2 separate regions of the Anser cygnoides genome follow, and region 2 is linked to region 1. Evidence: chromatin contacts called from public Hi-C data. All regions are on one chromosome and are shown on one strand. Each heading gives the region's core, a stretch centred on a gene start, on an enhancer-like site or on the middle of the called end of the contact. The rest is flanking DNA. Distances are from core to core; before and after follow the strand shown. Region 1 holds the start of LOC106047460 (sodium/nucleoside cotransporter 1-like). Region 2 holds the start of SEC11A (SEC11 homolog A, signal peptidase complex subunit).

Region 1 (3,148 bases), core at 265-2,764:
GTGACGCCTGTCCTGTCTTTGTATCTTCGTGTCTCCGTGGGGCTGACGACAGCGTTAAACTCGCCAGTCATGAGAGCAGACACACACACCTCTCACCAGGCATGCTGCACCCACTCCAGGCCCAGCACGAGGACACAGATGGCGACAAGGTTGGCCACGGATGAGCAGGAGCACCCCTGTAGCCCTGTGGGAGGGGTGGACCGGGACCCTTTGGGTGCAGACAAGGGAAGGTGAAAGGCAGCGCTGGGGCAGGAGGCGGCCAAAAGCCACCCAGACACGCGGGGCATTCAGAGATACCACCAGAGAGCCCCTCATCCACCAGCTCCCGGGTTTGGTGTTGTGGAGGCGCAGCGGTTCCCACCGCCACTGAGGGACCAGCACATACACCAGGGCCTGGGGCACGTTAACAGCAGAGGCTGAGGAAAGAAGGAGATGGACGTGGGCAAAGGGGGGCCGGAAAAGGCCCGTTCCATCTCCCTTCACACCTCCGAGCTCTTTTGGTGTGCAGGCACGGAGCGAGAGGAGCGCCTCCTCTGACGCAGAGCTCCTTTGTTGTGAGCCTTGGTTTTATCAAATCCAACCAGAACTAGATGGTTGTTATGAACGTGACAACGCTGTGACAGACCCCAGGACCGCCACCAGCCCACACGGCGCTGAGGGCACGGCCGCGCGGGGCGCGCAGGCGCACACGGCCCAGCGGAGGAAGGGGCCGCCCCCTTCCCCCCTCCGCGTCGCCATGGCAACGCCTCTCGGCCCGCCCCGCCGTGAGCTCAGCGCCCCCTGCGCTTAACAGCGCGCCCGGCGAGCTCGGCGCCCAGAGCCCCGGTAGCGCGCCGTGATCGTATAGTGGTTAGTACTCTGCGTTGTGGCCGCAGCAACCTCGGTTCGAATCCGAGTCACGGCATCGCCCCGGCGGTACCACGGCACACGGGCTCTCTTTTTTTCCCCTCATTCCGCTCACTTCCCCACACGTTCCAGCGCGCCCTGCGCGTTCGCCTTTCACACTTTCGCCCCGCTTTTTGCACGATTTTCGCTCGTTCCCCCCGCCGCCACCGCTACCCCCGCCGGCTCCCTCCGCCGCCTCGCCGGGGGCTGCGGGGCCGGGCCGAGGCCGGGGAAGGCGCCCGGGGGCCCTGCCGCAGCTGCCGGGCACGGCCGGGGACCGGAGCCAGGCCCCCCGCCGGCCCCCGAGGCCGCGCCACCGCCGCGGGTCTCCCCATAGCGAAAATCGCGTGAACCGCGCGGGACGGGCGTGCAAGGCGCGACGGGGGCGATGCGATTAGGGGCGCGCTGGCGCATGTTGAAAGCAGAGGAATGAGAAAAAAGAAAAAAAAAGAAAAAGAAAATTTCGGAGCCCGTGTGCCGTGGTACCGCCGGGGCGATGCCGTGACTCGGATTCGAACCGAGGTTGCTGCGGCCACAACGCAGAGTACTAACCACTATACGATCACGGCGCGCTACCGGGGCTCTGGGCGCCGAGCTCGCCGGGCGCGCTGTTAAGCGCGGGGGGGGCGGGGCCGGGGGGGCCCCCTGCGGGCAGCGCCTGGGGGCCCGGCTCCCTGCGGCCCGTGCCCGGGAGGTGCAAAACCCCCGCCGCTGCCGCTCGGGGCTGACCACGGCAGCGGGCACTCGGCGCAGCGGGGCCATGCCGGCGCCGTGCGTGCCCGCGGGGGCGCACCCTGCAACGTCGTGCCTTGAAAAGCTGTTTCCAAGCCAGGCTTTGGCTGTCCACCCTGCGTCCCTCCGCCTAACGCGACTTCGCGCCGCCGCATCCCTCTGCCTAGCACCCTTTTAGAATTTTTTCCCGGCGTTTCTTCTTCCAGCTCGCTTCCTGCAAAGCTCCCTGCTGGGACGGGAGCACCGCAGGGGTTTGGCCGCAGGGTGCTGCCGTGGCTGCCCCGCCGCGCTCCTCCGAGCACCCTCGCGGCTGACGGGTGCAGCCAGGGCCGGGTGCCAGGGCGTGAGCCCGGGAGGAGCCGAGCTATCGCTATGGGCTGACCCAGCTCTTTGGACTGAGCTGTTAATCCGTAACCGCACGGCACCAGGCCGGAGCTGCGGGGCTGGCGGGTGAGCGCTGGGGCCCGGTGGGCACGGGGACTGGGGTGGGGGACATGGACGAGGGCCCTACGCGTGGCTGTGCTGTCCCACGGCCGGGCGGGGACCACGGGGGGCACCATGTCCCCACACAGGGGGCACAGGGGGCATGGGAGGGGGGTGTTGATTGTCTGCCTGCCCACCCGGCACCACTCCCAGGGAGGAGGGCGGCCAAGGAGGCCTTGGCAAAATAAAAGGCAGCAGAGCCATTGGGGGAGGGGAGTGGGCACTGGAACCCCCCCGCCTCAGGGTACAAGTGCCTGCAGCTCTGGGGGGAGCTGGGAGCACTGGGGAAGCCCCAAGGGGGTCCCCAGACCCTGGGACTGGGAGGTGCTGGGGGGGTCCCTGGGCTGGAGAGGGCCTGCTGTCCTTGATGGAGCCCGATTCTTGCGCCGTGGGAAGCGAGATGTGAGCCTGGCCTCTCCGCCTTGTCCTTGCCGTCCTGACACACACACCTCCAGAGCAAGGACTCCTCGCCATTCCCTCTGTCCTCACGCAAAGGTGCTCCTGCAGTCACCCGCTGCCTTCTCTGTGACTTCTCTGCTCTCTGCACTTCCCCTGTTCTTCTCCAGGTAGAGATAGCGGGAGGGTGCCCAAACGAGATGCTGCAAGGAGCCCTGCACTGGTGGGAACACTGGTTCTTCTAGCTTTGCTGGACCAGTTCTCCCAGTACAATCCTCCTTTAGGACTAGTCCCCATGCAAATCACAGTTTACTCCTACCCATCACTCCTGTGCTGTACTAGTTACCATCAGGAAAAGACCTTCCTTATCCTCGTCTGAAGGACACGGGTGCTCCAAGAGCTCTTGATGGGACATGCGACCACTCTTATTTTTCGCAAACCCCCACAACATTTTTGCAAACATCTTCTCCACCTTGGAGGAGGGGTGCTAGCTCTTCCTGCAGCATTGCTGGGGTCTAATCCTCTCCTGTAATTCTTCGGAAGCATGGAAGAGCAAGGAGCCTCCCATAGTTACAGGAGAACAAGCAAGCCAGCGCACCAGCCCCATGGCTTGAGGACACCACGGGATGGTCTGGTGCTTTGTTGGAGCAGG
Region 2 (3,148 bases), core at 268-2,767, 140 kb after region 1:
CTCAGAACAATCATTCAAAGTCTCTTAAGACTTAAAAACAAAAACAAAATGAAACAAAAACCCTTTTGGTCTGTTGGGGTTTTTTGTTCGGGGGTTTTTACTTAAAATACTGGGTGGGGATGGGGCAAATCATTGAAATATTCTGTTGATTTCTCGGGATGGACATTGCTTTCCGTTAACTTCCATTTGTAAGGGAAATTTAAAAAAGAAAAAACCCTGCCATTTCATCCTAAGCACTAACTCTCTGCCAGATCAGAGAGGTGAAAAGGGAAAGCAGGGCGAGAATCCTCGCTGGAGCTTGTCCAGCTCCTGAGGATCAAGGAGCACTTTCTGCAGTTGCAGTTTCCTAAAGATGAGCTCTCCTCCTTTGAGCGTGCACTGCCTCAGCCTCTGCCCAGAGCCCCTGCCTTGCCTTCCCTGTCTCGCTTTCTTTCTTCTCCTATTTATGACTTATTTTTCTCTTCCCATCCTGCCTTTTTTTACTCATTTTAATTCATAATGCTGTCTCAGCAGAACACACTCGTCAGGACCGCACTGGCCCATCTGAGATCGTCTGTGTTCCGCAGGACAGGCTCAAGCTGTACTCCAGCTTCCGTTTATTTTACTGCCCTAATAACAATCTTATTTTCTGAAAGGTAATTTAATGAAATGTCACAAATCTTACTCGCCCTGAAGGAGAGTTTCGCAGTCGCTGTCATCCTGTGCGAGAGTGGGTGGGTATGGCACTTTGCCTCTGCGCCTGGGAGGTGCAATGGGGACGGGGTGTTGTGGTCCCCAGAGCAGAAAATCTCCCCCCCCCAGGGCTGCCCGTGACCGCGGTGTCTCTGGGTGGCTGAGGTGCCCGCGTCCTGGCGGGGTTCAGTGGGGAGAGGTCCCCGGAGAGGTGCTGGCAGAGCCGGGCTGCCCCCGCTGCCACCTCACCCTTGGGCTCACGCCCCTTCCGTAGCGCTTCTCCCCCCAGCTCGGTGTCATCCATTTCTTCGGAGGCGTTTATTTCCCCGTGGTCATATTGACTTTGCCCCTGCTGTTCCCTCGCTCGTCCCCCCGGCACACACATGCTTCGTGTAATATAGTTATCTCCTGTACCATTTTTTATGTTGAGCCAGAATCCTGCTCGTTATTGTTTACTATGACAATGTTTAAATAATTTAAGAACTATTTATCTTATTGCATTCGAATTGCTCACTTTCTTGTCTCAATGTGTTTTGATACGAACAGTTTGGACTCTTTGTATTTTTTGATACTGTGTACATTAGCCTAGGGAATGTTTTACGAGGTAGCCTACGTAGAGTAACGATAGCGGGGGGCACTCCCAAGCCATCACATAATCTATTTAATCCGCAGCGGCGTTTGTGCCTTGCTACGATGTTTACTTCAAAGTATTTCAAATAAAAGCATCCAACAGTGCCCGCCCGCGCTCCGTGCTTGCTTGGTGGCGGCGGGGGGGCGCCGGGGGCGACGAAGGGAGCCGAGGGGCGGGCGGCGGCCGCCTCCTGCCCCGTCCCCGCCTCCTCCGGTGGGGCCCCGGGGCCGCCCCTGTCTCCTCCCCGCGGCGGGGCGGGATCGGAAGCGGCGGGGGGAAGCGGGGGGAAGCGGAAGAGGCGCGGGGCCCGGCGTGGTGCGGCGATGCTGTCGCTGGACTTTCTGGACGATGTGCGGCGCATGAACCGGCGGCAGGTGCGGGGCGCGGCGGGGCCGGGCGGGGGGCGCCGGCAGGGCCCGGGCTGACCGCGCCGCCCCTTGTTGCCTTCCCCCTCCCTCCCCCCCAGCTCTACTACCAGGTGCTGAACTTCGGCATGATCGTCTCGTCCGCGCTCATGATCTGGAAGGGGCTGATGGTGGTGACGGGCAGCGAGAGCCCCATCGTGGTGGTGCTCAGGTACAGCCGCGGGCCTGCCGCGGGCGGCGGCCTGGGCGGGGGGGTCGGCGTGGTGGTGGTCACGGTCATGGTCATGGTCGTGGTCATGGTGGGGGTGATGGTCGTGGCCACGGAGGTAGCCACGGTCATTCGTGGTTGTGGTCATGGGCACAGTCGTGGTGGTGGGCACGGGCATGACGGTGGTCACAGTCACGGTCGTTCATGGTTGTGGTCGTGGGCACGGGCACGGTCGTGGTCGTGGTGGTGGTCATGGCCATGGCCATGGGCACAGTCATGGTCCTGCTCAGGGTGGTCGTGGTTGTGGTCATGGTCGTGGTGGTGGTGCTCCAGGCTCTCCAGCCCCGCTGGAGGACATTATCTAGAGACACAGGGCAGCAGCAGACCCTGCCTGCAGCCCAGCTGCCGGGCCCTGGCTGCGCAAGAGCCTCTCTAAGAGGGAAGAAGAAGTAATACAAGGGAGGCTGCAGAGAGGTTGGTGTCAGGATCTCCTCGGTGGTGCCCAGTGTCAGGACCTTTCAATGTCAGGAAGCACTCCTGTGCTGTGTGAGTCACTGAGCGCTGGCACAGTTGCCCAGAGAGACTGTGGAGTCTCTTTCCTTGGATCTTCAAACCCACCTGGACATGGACCTGGGCGACCTGCTCTTGGTGTCCCTGCTTGAGCAGGGTTTGGACCAGATGGCCTCCAGAAGTCCCTTCCAACCTCAGCCGTTCTGTGGAGTAGGTAGGCAGAATGTGTTGCCTGATGTAAGAATAACATCTTACTTTTCTGCTTCTGTCAGCTGGCAAACGTGTGTTACGGGGGTAATCCTGAGGAAGGGGACACAGAAGAAACTGGAGGACTTCAAAGAAATACGTCAGGAGCTCCACCCAGCCGCTTCTGCCGAATCTTGGGGAAAAACACTCGGCAGCATGGGTGAAGGCAGATGTGGGGAAGGAAGGCCTTGGAGCAGGGGGCCTGGCACCAGTGACAGAGCTGCTGCTTGGGGCATCACCGCTGTATGAAAGCGGAGTTTGTGGCGGAGCTCGCCTTCTCAGCGAGGCTAATGGCTGGCAGTCCCCCGGTACAGGCTGTAGCAGCAGGACATCGCAGTGCAGTTACCTCCTGCCTGTCTCTCTTGTTGCTGCTACATGAATAGTTGAAGTATGTGACGAGTCTGGATTAATGTAAAAAGAGGTTGAAATCTTTGAGATGCCAGGAAATAAACTCTTACAGTGAGGAGGAGTTTATCTTTGAATGGGAACTGGCTTGCTGCTAAAATACCCAGTGAG

The links. A called contact is a pair of places that touch in the nucleus more often than the background predicts.
Region 2: a Hi-C map of liver shows a contact between it and region 1, with 8 times the contacts expected there. The contact joins the promoter of SEC11A here to the promoter of LOC106047460 in region 1. A contact is called at or near these places in 2 of 7 Hi-C or Micro-C datasets (both in liver).

The regions. Positions count from the first base shown.
Region 1 is chr11:11,148,619-11,151,766 of Taihu_goose_T2T_genome, forward strand. LOC106047460 (sodium/nucleoside cotransporter 1-like) reads left to right here and starts at 1,515. Exons shown (of 18, transcript XM_067003915.1): 1 at 1,515-2,067. It overlaps TRNAH-GUG (transfer RNA histidin (anticodon GUG)), which reads left to right and starts at 833; the gene lies at 833-904. TRNAH-GUG (transfer RNA histidin (anticodon GUG)) reads right to left here and starts at 1,454; the gene lies at 1,383-1,454.
Region 2 is chr11:11,285,525-11,288,672 of Taihu_goose_T2T_genome, forward strand. SEC11A (SEC11 homolog A, signal peptidase complex subunit) reads left to right here and starts at 1,518. Exons shown (of 6, transcript XM_048081456.2): 1 at 1,518-1,677; 2 at 1,770-1,879. The coding sequence starts at 1,627. It overlaps ZNF592 (zinc finger protein 592), which reads left to right. Exons shown (of 10, transcript XM_067003516.1): 10 at 1-1,407. The coding sequence ends at 35.